Regions from separate parts of the Sus scrofa genome. Here region 1 is linked to region 2. A link is a contact called in public promoter capture Hi-C data. All regions are on one chromosome and are shown on one strand. The core of a region is the stretch at or near the end of the contact, and the rest is flanking DNA. Distances in the headings are between cores, read along the strand shown.

Evidence for each region. Promoter capture Hi-C pulls out the DNA fragments that hold promoters and counts their contacts.
Region 1: a promoter capture Hi-C map of liver shows a contact between it and region 2, with 2.8 times the contacts expected there. The contact joins the promoter of KIAA1429 here to the promoter of DPY19L4 in region 2. A contact is called at or near these places in 1 of 5 promoter capture datasets (liver), 2 of 47 Hi-C or Micro-C datasets (heart right ventricle and psoas muscle) and 1 of 2 datasets of contacts at active chromatin or transcription factors (alveolar macrophages).

The regions. Positions count from the first base shown.
Region 1 is chr4:42,159,698-42,166,582 of Sscrofa11.1, forward strand. It overlaps KIAA1429 (protein virilizer homolog), which reads left to right and starts at 2,727. Exons shown (of 24, transcript XM_021089096.1): 1 at 2,727-3,007. The coding sequence starts at 2,945.
Region 2 is chr4:41,983,637-41,990,396 of Sscrofa11.1, forward strand. It overlaps DPY19L4 (probable C-mannosyltransferase DPY19L4), which reads right to left and starts at 2,183. Exons shown (of 19, transcript XR_002343212.1): 1 at 2,028-2,183.

The sequences.
Region 1 (6,885 bases), core at 1,477-3,976, 180 kb after region 2:
CTGAGACTCAGAAAACATCAAAAAGGATTTCTCTTATTTCAGCACACTAAATCATCACTCCTATCTGCTGTGTACTTATGGATTCCTTCTTGCTTCTGGTTACCAGGGAGCAGGTGTTCTGTCTAGCAAAGATTACTTTCTTTTTTTTTTTTTCTTTTTTTTTTTTTTAATAGGGCCGCAACCAAGGCATATGCAGGTTCCCAGGCTAGGGGTCTAATTGGAGCTGCTACTGCCGGCCTACGCCAGAGCCACAACAACACCAGATCCAAGCCTCGTCTTCGACCTACACCACAGTTCACGGCAATGCCGGATCCTTAACCCCCTGAGTGGGGCCAGGCATCAAACCTGCAACCTCATCGTTCCTAGTTGGATTCATTTCCGCTGCGCCATGACAGGAACTCCAAAAGATCGCTTTCTACTTGGCCACCAGGTATCATCCCACCCATCTACTTGGTACTTTGCCACTTCAAATATTCCCATGTCTCTTCATCATCACCGTTTCTCTCCCCATGCTTCATTCTCATCAATCTACATGCTCTATTAGCCTCCATTCCAAAAATACTCTTTAAAATACTCTTTCTTAAGTCCACATTCCCCTCCAACAACCACCTCATATCTTTGTTCTATACAATAAAAGTTCTTAAAAGAGTTGTTTATACTCTTTTAAGTTATACAAGTTTTTTCTTATTCACTTTTAGAAATTTTACCTTTTATTAGGTAATACAATGTACATGGAAACAAATTCTATTTGTGTGCATTAGCCATCAACCCTGGAGGCAATAACAATGATCAGTTTCTTGCATAACTACTTCAGAGACAGTCTAAAAATTCAAGCATGCATATGGTATATATGTACAACACAACAGTGAAACAAACTATGGGCTTTAATTAATAACAATGTATCAATACTGGCTCATCAATTGTAATAAATGTACCACCTTAATGCAAAACAATAATAATAGGAAAATCTCTGATAGGTAAAAAGGGATATATAGACAGAAACTCTGTACTATCTGCTAAATTTCCCGTAAAACTAAATCTGCTCTAAAAATAGTTTATTATTATTAAAATCTACCTCACACTACTCTTAAGTCAAAAAAGAAAATCAAAGTTAAGAAAATGAGACTATGTAAAAAATATCAATAATAAAAGCACTCTATGGTTATTAGTTACAGTTGAAGCAGTGCTTAGAGAAGTGGTTGACAAAAATAACTATAGTAATAAACAAGAATATAAGTAACTTGGGCATTACCATAGAACTTAGAAAAAGAATAGCATATGAGCCTAGAGAACAGAAAGAAGGAATTAGCAAATTCAAAAGCAGAAACTGAAGAATCAGAAGACAGAAAAATGATAGCAATAATAAATATGCATGCAAGAATCATTCTTTGAAAAAAAATCAAATAGTAAAGCGATAACCTGTTAACTAATAGAGGAAACTGGATAACTGGATGGCTGAGGAAGGGGATGGACTGGAGATTTACTTTAAAAAATAAAAATTAATTCATTATTAAATGTTTTGGACATATCAAAAGGTACAAATAAAAATGTACAGCACACCTGTTTAACGACTACCAACCTAAAAAATAAAATGTTATCGGAGTTCCCGCTGTGGCACATTAGGATCAGTGGCCTCTTGGGAGCGCTGGGATACAGGTCCAATCCCAAGGCTCCAGCACTGCTGCAGCTGCAGCTAGGTCGACACTGCTGCTGGGATCTGATCCTTGGCCAGGGAAATCCATATGCTTTGAGGCCTCCAAAAGAGAAAAACAAAATAAAAAACCATTAACAAAGCATTTGAAGTCTATGTCCACTTCTCAATCACATCTCCCTCTGGTTCACTCTCTTGAAATTTTAGTATATACAGTTCTAATGCATTTCTTTTAAATTTTGCTAACATATTTTTATGTTAATTTATTTTATATGTTTTTGAACTATTTAAATGCTCTTTTATACTACACACTCTACAATACGTGCAAAATAGGTGTTTGCTTTATCATTTTTTAGGTTCTCCGTGTTAGTAGATATAGCACTAGTTCATTCTACCTACCATATACTGTTATATGGCGTAAACACCAGAGTTTACAGTTTACTAATGACGATTAAGTTTACAGCTTTTTAAAACTATGAAGAGTTGCCATGAATATTCTTGTATCTGTAGGTGTTTCTTTGGGCACATGCGCAAGAATTTTCCTAGAAGTGAAGTAGGCAGACGTAATTTTACTAGCTAATTCCTAATCGAGCTTCTAAACACTCGTGCTAATTTAGAACTACCGAACGGTTCCACTACGAAATAGTTCCAACCGCTCCCATGTTCATCAATAGGGAGACAGGAAGTCTTACTTCACGTTTTATAATTTTTTAAATCCTATTTAAATAAATCCTTACCCAGTCTGTGGGTTGGGTATTATTACTATTGACAATTCACATTTTGCAGATAAGACCAAAAAAAACCTTTTCATTTTGAAAGTTTCTTTTCTTTAAAAAAAAAAAAAAAAGAAAGGTCTTACTTTTCAACCTCGCTCAATGCACCTTTTTGCAGTTTGGAAAGGCTACTTGTTAGCGGGTTCACAGGGCGGGGTATCCAGAATTGGCAGCGCGGCTGACTCCGCCTCCGCCTCTCCAGAGCGTGCTTTGCACCCGGCCACCCCAGACCGTCGTGGCTGTAAAACGCAGTAGAGCGAGGGAGGTTTGACCCATTGGAGACGCCGTCGTCCCTTCCCTTTTCCCTCCGCCCCCTCGGCTCTCTGAGGGTGTCTCCGCCGCGCTGAAGAAGGCTGGGCCGGAGACTTCCGACAGCGCGACGCGTCAGGATAGGCCCAGGCTTGCGGCGCCAGCGCTCTGGTCACGGGAAGTCCCGCCGTCTCTCCGCGTCCCGAGCCGCTGTCGCCGAGCTGGGAGGGCTGCCCCGGAAGTCCTCCCCCTTCCCCCGCCCGCGGCAAACATGGCGGTGGACTCGGCGATGGAGCTGCTATTTTTAGACACTTTTAAACACCCCAGCGCTGAGGTAAGGCTTCGTGACGTGATTCCGACCCTGCTTTTCGACTTGAGGACCCTTACAAAAAATCGTTAGGTGTGCTTCGACTTTTCCTCGTGCCGATTGTCGCTTTAATTCCTTACATACACCCCCCCGCCCCCACCAACTTGGGTGTGGGCGCCGCGTCTGAGGGAGCTCCTGCATTTCTTTGCGTTACCTTATGCCCGCGTTGTCTTTGGTGGGTTTGGGTACTGTGTTCTCTTTGCTCCCCCACGCCCCGGGTCTGCTTTTGACCTGGAAAGCGGTTCTCATGTTTCCCTCAGGTGGTGTTCTAGAAGGAGTCTTGGACAGCCTGTGTTTGACAGTAGTGGTGGTGACTGAGTGGATCACGTTGGTTACGTGATTTCTAAATCCCGTCTCCTAGGTCTCTTTTCTAACGGGAGTTAGGCTACCCAGATGTGACACCCATTGGGTTTAGGATTGTGGCGGTTTCCAATTTGCCCTGAAACTTGAATAGTACTTCTCCCTTGCAAAGACTTCGCTCACTGGAACGAGAAATAGGTATATGGTACGTCCTTTGAGTGGAGAATGCTTGTGAAGTGGAGAGATTGTGGTTTGAGGGGAGAGAGTGGGCTGTTGTAATTCTGTTCTGTGTTAATTTGAGCGCCCCTGAAGGGCTCTGCGATATGTAAATTAATAGTTGACGAAAGCTTCCCTAAAACGAACAGTAATGAAGTCCCTAGAGAAATTTAAAGAAACCCCAGAGCTCCTTTTTCTCTTTCAGTGTTATCTTAGCGAAAACTTTCCCTTTGAAAAAATTGAGGTATAGTTGATTTATATTATATTAGTTTCAGGTGTATAATATAGCGATTGACAACTTTCATAGATTATACTCGCTTTAAAGCTATTATAAATAATGGGTATATTTTTTGTGCTGTACAATATATACTTGTAGCTTGTTTTATACATACAGTAGTTTGTACCCCAAGAGAGAACTTCTTTCAGAGATAGTGGTGGTAGTGGGTAGTGGTTGTACTTTGGTGCATGGTAGAATAAAAAGTTTAACAATCTTCTTTTTTTTTTTTTTTTTTTTTGTCTTTTTGCCATTTCTTTGGTCGCTCCCTCGGCATATTGAGGTTCCCAGGCTAGGGGTCCAATCGGAGCTGTAGCCACCGGCCTACGCCAGAGCCATAGCAACATGGGATCCGAGCTGCCTCTGCAACCTACACCACAGCTCAAGGCAAAGCGGGATCCTTAACCCACTGAGCAAGGCTAGGGATCGAACCTGCAACCTCATGGTTCCTAGTCGGATTTCTTAACCACTGCGCCACGACGGGAACTCCAAAAGTTTAACACTCTTGATCTTCTAATTATTTTAACGAGTGGTTTATAGGTCCATAAGGATCAGATGTTTGGAAACTTTAGGATATACTAAATGATTGATTTGTAATTTCTCATTCCATGTGGGTCAGTTAGCTGTTTGATCGATGACAATGCTTCTCTTGACTGTAATGCCAGCTAGGCTTTAGAAAACTCACAGTGGAGGCAGTAGTTGGCTAAGAACAAACCTATCATGAGTACAGAAATAAGAGAACAGTTAAAGATGAAAGAAAACCACATGATGAATTAAGTTAGCATTCTAGTTTAGAAAAGTTAGCATTCATACACTTACTGTATATTTAGAAATCTAGTATTTCTTCATTCATTCTTAAGCAAACATTGAGCACCATGGAGAGACTAGGACTTGTAGTAAGTAGCTTCTCCTGGCAATGATTGAGGAAGGCTTGGTAGAGATCACATTTGCACCGACTCTTGGAGGAGTAGAGTTTTTCTGGGATATGGAATGTTAAGATGTTTGTTCTCAAGGAGTTTATAACTAATATTGAAGATGAGGTCCATAAAATTATGATTGAAGTTAGATTATGATGAGTGGATAAAGAGACAGGTGGAAATTTTTTGGGTTTTGTCACCTTTATTTCCAGAATGCCCATCAGTGTCTGATACATTAGGACCCCAGTCAACATTTAGCTCCCTTTTGGTGGTACAAATAAAATGTGATTTCAGAGGAAGGACAGATTGCTTTTCACTGAGAGTATCAGGGAATATTTCATCAAGGCAGGTGGTATATGAACTTGGTGTTTGGTGAAAGAGGATATGTTCCACAGTTATAGATAGAAAGGAGGGCATTCTCCTGGAGTAGTTAGACCTCTGCTTTGCTGAAGTGTGACGTGGCACCTGATAGGCAGGCTTTTTTTTTTGTCTTTTTGCTATTTCTTGGGCCGCTCCCATGGCATATGGAGGTTCCCAGGCTAGGGGTCGAATCGGAGCTGTAGCCACCAGCCTACGCCAGAGCCACAGCAACGCGGGATCCAAGCCGTGTCTGCAACCTACACCACAGCTCACGGCAACGCCGGATCGTTAACCCACTGAGCAAGGGCAGGGATCAAACCCGCAACCTCATGGTTCCTAGTTGGATTCGTTAACCACTGCGCCACGACGGGAACTCCTGATAGGCAGTTTTGAAGCCGGATCACATAGTTCCTTGAATGGTCAGCAAAGGAGCATGGGATTTATAAGAAATAAATAGTTTTTTGTGTTGTGTTTTTGTTTTTAGGGGGCATGCCTGTAGCAAATGGAAGTTCCTGGGCCAGGGATCAAACCCAAGCCATAGCAGTGACCCAAGTGATAGCAATGACCAGGCCCAATCCTTAACCCACTAGGCCACCAGGGAACTCCTTTATAAATAGTTTTTGAGGAGTTCCCATTGTCACACAGTGGAAACGAATCTGAGTAGTATCCTTGAGGATGCAGGTTCGATCCATGGCCCCACTCAGTGGGTTGGCGATCTGGTGTTGCCCTAGCTGTGGTGTAGGTCACAGATGCGGCTCATATTCTAGTTGCTGTGGCTGTGGTGTAGGCCATCAGCTGCAGATCCAATTCGACCCCTACCTGGGAACTTTCATATGCTGCAGGTGTGTCCCTAAAAAGGAAAAAAAAATAGTTTTTGAGCAGGCAAATTATATGATTAGAAAAATTAAGGTAGGTTAGTACATTGGTACATCAGTAATGCCAAAAATGGTTCTGAAAAATTAGAGATGGCAAATTGAGAAAAGGGTGAGACAGTGAAAGCTTGCATTAGCAGGTGTGCATTAATCATCATTAGCATTTATTGAGTGCTTCTGTGCAAGATGCAGTGCTTTGGTAATTTAAATACATTATCTCTAATCCTTCCATTAATTTTGGAAGGTGGTTATCCCTATTTGATAGATAAGGAAACTGAGCATGAGAGGTTTGGTAACTTTCCTAAAAAGGCAAAGCACATTTTCCAGCTCTAAAGCTGTGCTATGCTATATTACAGTGAGATTAAGAAGGAAGGAATAGGTAGGTACAAGGTAAATTTTGATTATAGAGTTGACAGGATGGCAACTGATGGTGTGAGAGTAGTTAAAAATGATGGAATTCTAGTTATAAAGACTAGAGAATTGGTGGGACCATCGTTAGTCAGAAAATTCTGGAAGTGGGTTTAAAGTGTGTTTGATGGGAACAGGATATTTTAGTTTTTGATTTGTTTAGTCATACACCAAATAGATTTGCACAGTAGGAAGTTGGGAATCTGTTTAACAATTATTTATGAAAAACAGTTTCGGAGGCGAGTTATAAATCTAGAGGGGCCAGAGTTCCCGTCGTGCCTCAGTGGTTAACGAATCCGACTAGGAACCATGAGGTTGCGGGTTCCATCCCTGGCCTTGCTCAGTGGGTTAAGGATCCGGCGTTGCTGTGAGCTGTGGTGTAGGTCGAGGATTCGGCTCGGATCCCGAGTTGCTGTGGCTACAGCTCCGATTTGACCCCTAGCCTGGGAACCTCCATGTGCTGAGGGAGTGGCCCAAGAAAATGGCAAAAGACGAAAA
Region 2 (6,760 bases), core at 933-3,432:
AGACAAAAACCAAAAAAAAAAGACTTTTTGTACTGTAATTTTTTTTCATGCTTTAACTTAGGCATGGAAGTCCTCATGGAAACATACAAGCCAGCTTATCAGCCTACCCCAGGGATTTGCAATTAGAAAAGAAAAAAAAAATCTAAATTGTATATTATAGGAGTTCCCTAGTGGCTTAGTGGGTTAAAGATCTGTTGTTGTCAGTGCTGTAGCTCAGGTTCAGTCCCTGGTCTGGGAACTTCCACATGCCTCAGGTGCAGCCAAAAAAAAAAAAATTCTTCTTAAGTAAAAAAATGTATTACACGAGTTCCCATTGTGGCTCAGCGGGTTAAGAATCTGACTAGTATCCATGAGGTTGTGGGTTTGATCCCTGGCCTCACTCAGTGGGTTAAAAGATCCAGGGTGGCATCAAGCTGCGGTGTAGGTCACAGGTGCCTGGCATTGCTGTGGATGTAGCACAGGATGGTACCTGCAGCTCCAATTTGACCCCTAGCCTGGGAACTTCCATATGACAAGGGTGCGACCCTCAAAAGATAAATAAAAAATAAAAAGTATTACATATATTGCAATTGAAGACAAAACCAAGGCAACAAATGGAATTATATTCCTCCTTACCAACTACAAAGAGTTTTGGTTTTGAACCTGTTTTTAGGTAGAGTGTCTTAAATTTAGATCTGTTTTAACACTGAACACTCAAGGAAGAGGAAGCTAATATGAAACAAGAGTGGGTAAAGAGAAGGGGGGAGGTAGTGGGACAGACTGGGAGTTTGGGGTTAGCAGATGGAAATTATTACATTTAGAATGGATAAGCAACAAGGTCCTACTGTACAGCGCAGGGAAGTATATCCAATCTCCTGGGATAGACCGTGATGGAAAATAACATAAAGAATGTATATGTATGTATGACTGAGTCACTTTGCTGTACAGCAGTAACAGGCACAACATTGTCAATCAACTACACTTTAGGAAAAAAATAAAAAAAACTGTGCACGGGGCAAAGCAGCAAGTCGCAGAGCAGCAAACACTTCTTAAAATTGATTTTTTTTAAATCTCTTTCCACTGAATTCCCCAAACTCCCTCCTTGTACTCTTGGATCAGTAAGGCTTAAATCTAAGCAGATCACATTCACAACCCTCAACAAGGTAAAAAGTCACATATCCAAAAGAATGACAAATCCAACTGCTCATTAGGGTGATATCTGTATATATACATATGCCTGAAAGTAGTATGGATATCATGAAGATAGGCTACAAATGTTTCCTATAGTATCTACCACTAGCTCAATTCCTCAACTCATTTTTCTCTCAATTTCTATGAGAGAAATCATAATTTCTATCAATAAATCAATTTCTAAGAATAAATACTCTGAGTGAATTAACTGTCTTTGCCTTGGCCCTGAAGGGGCATGAAAAGCTTTCTCCAGCCCACTCACTTTCACCCTCAAAGCACTCCTGGATTCCAGATCCCCCCAAAACTACCTATATCCCTTCTCCCTTTGCCATCTCCCCCGATCATAAGTGAACTTGACCTTCAGTTTCTGTCTCTTCTTCCCCTTCCAATTCGTTTATCCCAAACCTCTTTTTGTCCCCTTAGCCTGCGGGGGAGACTTTGTAGAACCCAAAGACCTCAAGAGCGTACTCAGACTGAGGGGCATTTGGTTAAACAACACTCCCTCTCGAATATGCACTCAATAAAGCTACATCTAAACCAAAGCATGCCCCCCACCCCATTAATCATCTGCTCACAGTCCTCCCGCCCAACCACTCCCCCCACGGCCTTTTCTCTTCCTACCGGATTCTCAACTTTAAGCTCCACTTCTGCTTCCCACTTGGGTGGATGCAACTTCAGGCCATTTATTTACTCCACTCCTGAATTTCTCCACTCACCTCCCCCGTCGCCACCTCGCTTCCCACCCGACAGCTACGACCATCAACAGCCAGCAACCCAGGCCTCCTAGCCCTCGCGCACCGACTCCCCTTCCCCGAGATCTCCGCGACACTTGTCGCGCCCGGCCTCGGAGCGCTCACCTTCGTCCTCCGCCATCGTCTCAGCGGAGGCCGGGGAGTACCCCCTGCTCCAGCGCGGCCCGGAGTCTCCCACCCTCTGCACTACAGAACCTCTTGGCCGCTCCAGGGCCGCTCCTGGCCGCCGCGCCCCCACTTCCTGACCCGCCCCCCTCCGGTGTCACCGCCAATCCTGTCCCCCACGAGGGCCCTGGAACCAAAGTGCCGGGAGTGGAGAGCGGCCGGAGCGTTTCGCTGGAGCGCCAGGGCCTGCGCGGGCAGGAAGGCGGCTCCTCGCCGGTGGCACCGCCCACTGCTGGCACTCAGGGCACGCCCCCTCCCCCGCCCTCCTCCCGCCCGGGGTGAGTCCCAGGGTCCTGATGCAGCCATTCCCTTTGCTGTCCTCAACCAAAGATGCGACCCCGACTGGGTTTTCGGGGGCTTTTGCAGTTGGACCCAGAAGGGCAAAGAATATCTAGATCCAGCCCCCAGACTCGCCCCATTTTACAGAGAGGAAACTGAGATCCGGCAAGTGTAAGTCATAAAGCCAGTCGGAGTCAGAACTGGAACTGAGGGCTTCTGCATCCTAAGGGTGTTTTCAGAGAGCGGGAAAACACTCTAGGTTGGCACATTGGCCACTTGACCGTTGCAAGAAAGAAGCTTGTGCTTGGAACTTAGTGTATTTAACCACCAAAACTGGTTAAACAAATTCATTTGCATTTTATGATATTACTTTAAAAACAGTAGTGCTATGGCCAGTGCGGAGGACGGGCTGCGTTTAGATATTCCACAGCAATGGAACACAGTTTTAACTTGTTACACTGTTTGTCTTCATTTTTATTATTTCTAGCATTCTCCATATATGGCAGGACCTTCCGCCACCAACAGTACTAAAAAGTAAATTTAGGAACTTACAAAATGCCTGTTTTTAGAAGGAGAGGAAAAAAGCACAGGAACTCACCTATGTCATGGGGTTATTGTGGATGTCCCATTCTCAGCAGGCAGCAAGAATCTTCTTCCTAATAACACCTTGATCAAGTTAAGATATTTTGGGAGAAGCTCTCAATTTTCACTGCTGTGCAAAAACAGTTCCAGGAACCCTTTTTATGCTTTTAGTTGCCTGTAAATATTTCTTGCCTGCCAAACATAGAGGAGTTAGAAATATGGTGGAGGGTACCAGTTGCCCAGAAAAGGCCTGCTGATATCGATGATCAGATGATAAGCAGGCAGAATTCCCCCTCATGAGGGAACAATACAGTGGCCGCTAAGGGACACTCTACCAAGTCAAGGGTCTCTCTCTGCCTCTTTTTTTTTTTTTTTTTTTTGTCTTTAGGGCTGTACCCTGACAGCATATGGAGGTTCCCAGGCTAGGGGTCAAATTGGAGCTGTATCTGCTGACCTACACCAAAGCTCACGGCAACACCGTATCCTTAACCCACTGAGTGAGGCCAGAGATGGAACCTGCCTCCTTATGGATACTAGTCAGATTCCTTTCCGCTGCGCCACGACAGGTACTCCAAGTCAAGGGTCTTAAGAAATGATGATTCCTTCTGTAATTCCTTCATGATCACCTGAAGAACTTAAATGTAAATGTGCCTGCTCTATACAGTAGTGAATAGAGAGAAAAAATAGCAAAGGAGTTCCCTGGTGGCCAAGTGGTTAAGAATCTAGCACTGTCACTGCTGTTGCTCAGATTACTGCTGTGATGTGGGGTCCATCTCTGACCTGGGAACTTCTGAATGCCCATGGGTGTGACCAAAAAAAAAAAAAAAATCAAATGGAAATATGATAGAAGAGAGATAATTATTCAGTCTTTTGATAGAAATCAGTGGTATCATGTTGTGTTCCCTAGTAGAAACATTATTCCCTTGAACCCTAAAACCTCCACATGAGGATAATGAGAATGCATACTTTATCCCTGAATCCACGTAATTTTGTTAGGAAAACAAACTTTTTTCATTCAAAATATTAACTACAGGGTGTTCTCTTGTGGTGCAGTAGATTAAGGATCCAGAGTTTTTACTGCAGAGGCCTGGGTTCACTTCTGTGATGTAGGCTGAATCCGTGGCCCAGGAACTTACACGTGCCTCAAGTGTGCCTGAAAAAAACATAAAGGTTTAAAATAAGGTAATGGAAATAAAAATGTTCAAAGTGAATGGATTCAAAACGTGCTGAAGTAAAATTTACAGAGCCTAATGACAAACTGGGTGTAATACATGGTGAGTTGAAAATGATTCCTGGAGTTCCTATCGTGGCTCAGCAGAAACAAACCTGGCTAATGTCCATGAGGACGCAGGTGTGATCCCTGGCCTTGCTCAGTGGGTTAAGGATCCAGAGTTGCCGTGATCTGTGGTGTGGATTGCAGGCATGGCTCGGATCCCACATTGCTGTGGCTGTGGTGTGGGCCAGCAGCTACAGCTTCGATTCAGCCCCTAGCCTGGGAACCTCCACGTGCCGCAGATGCGGCCCTAAAAGGACAAAAGACCAAAAAAAAAAAAAAAAAAAAAAGAAAGAAAGAAAGAAAGAAAAAGAAAAAAAAAAAAGGAATTCTGTAGCTCCAAAGGAGAATGTGGAAGTAAATGAGTGAGTTTGCCCAGAGAATAGATAGAGAAGGTGGCTGAGGATGAAACCATGGAGAGAGTGTCAAGTAAGGAAAAATGAATCATGCACAGAAAGCCTGAGGACCACTCAGAAGGAGCTGACAATTCCACATTGATTTTTTTTTTTTAATGTTTCTGGTGTTTACTATCATATGGGTTTCAGTTATAAAACGCTGGCTCAAATTCCAGGGTGTAATCAGCAGCTTTGTTACTCATTTATCAACATTCACTTTTAGAACAGCAACAATATGTAGCTACTGAATAATTCAGCTGAATTAACTGCATGCTGGCAATAAAGTAAAAAGGCAGACCAAAGGAACACAAGGAAGCCCCACTCTGTAACTTTGTAACAAAGGACTATATTTGTGCAAGGCTAGGAAAGGAGCCAGAGCAGAAGCAACTGAGAGCACTAATCCCATTAACAGGGCCTCCAGATCCTGCTTTATCTTCTACATCCATCTTTATCTTCTACATGGTTGCTTTCTGTGCAACCATGACAGGTCTATAAAATAGTAACAGTTGTACCTATTGTAATAGGTTGTTTTGAAGATTCATTTAACCAATAAAATGCTTTTTAATGTTGAGCATATATATTCTATGTATTCTTGGGTGGTGGTATTGTTGTAACTTATGGTTCACTCTTCCAAGGTAATAATTACCAGCTTCAGTTTTGGCCTGAAATGCTCCACCACCTTCTGCAGAAAGGAATTGAGGGGAAGTACATTGAAGTAAGGACATTTGCCCTTTTTTCCCTTCTGCTTTTTAGGGCTGCAGGTCTGGCATATGGAAGTTCCTTGGCTAGGGGGGTTGGATTGGAGCTACAGTTGTTGGCCTACACCACAGTCAGCCATGCCAGATCTGAGCCACATCAGTGACCTACACCACAGCTCATGACAATGCTGGATCATTAACCCACTGAGTTGGGGTCAGAGGTTGAACCTGAGTCCTCATGGATATTAGTTGTGTTCTTAACCCACTGAGCCACAAGGAGAACTCCCTATTTATTTTTTATTTTTTATGGCTGAACCCAAGCCCTGGTAGCAACACCGGATGTTTTAACCCACTGTGCTGGCCAGGAATGTAACCTGTGCCTCCACAGCAAGTGGAGCTGCTGCAGTCAGGTTCTTAATCCATTGCACCACAGCAGGAACTCCCAGAAGTTTATATTGCGGCCAGGCTACATGACATAAAATTAAGCATTTCTTTTTGAAAGCCTGAGCCTTACCCCACTGAGCGAGGCCAGGAATCAAATCTGCATCCTCATGGATATCGGTCAGGTTGGTTTCCACTGAACCACAATGGGTACCCCAGGATGTTTGCCCTTTAGCTTAGGTCTAAGCTAGGGACAAGTCAAGCAGTTTCTAAACCTTTCATCCCTAGGCCCATACCTTGGGATATGGGCCTTCAAGATTTCATTTAACACGAAAGGAGGCAGCAAAAGGTAGAAAACAATTTTTTGGTCTGTGTGTGTATGTGTGTGTGTGTGTGTTACTGTTATTTTCTATTTGGCTTATTTTTTTAAATTATTCAATGAATTTTATTACATTTGTAGTTGTACAGTGATCATCACAATCAAATTTTATAGTATATCCATCCCAAACTCCCAGCCTACCCCCCAACCCCCCAACCTGTCTCCTTTGGAAACCTTAAGTTTTTCAAAGTCTGTGAGTCAGTATCTGTTCTGCAAAGAAGTTCATTGTGTCCGTTTTTTAAGATTCCGCATGTAAGCGACAGCATATGATGTTGGTGTATCACTGTCTGACTAAACTCCACTTAGCATGAAAATTTCTAGGTCCATCCATGTTGCTGCAAATGCTGTTATTTCTTTCCTTTCGGTGGCTGAGTAATATTCCACTGTATATATGTACATCTTGATCCACTCCTCTGTCGATGGACATTTAGGTTGTTTCCATGTCTTGGCTATTGTATATAGTGCTGCAATAAACATTGGGGTACATGTATCTTTTTGAGTCATGGTTTTCTCTGGATAGATGCCCAAGAGTGGGAAAAAACAATTTTTTTCCTTGTGGCACCCACTTAGTGCTCTCTTACTCCTGAAAATTATCCTGGTGGCCTTCCAGTCCTGAGTTTACGTCACCTCCTGTCTAGGGCATGTCTTATATTAGCAGAGGGACTAGGGTATGGACTACTGAGTGC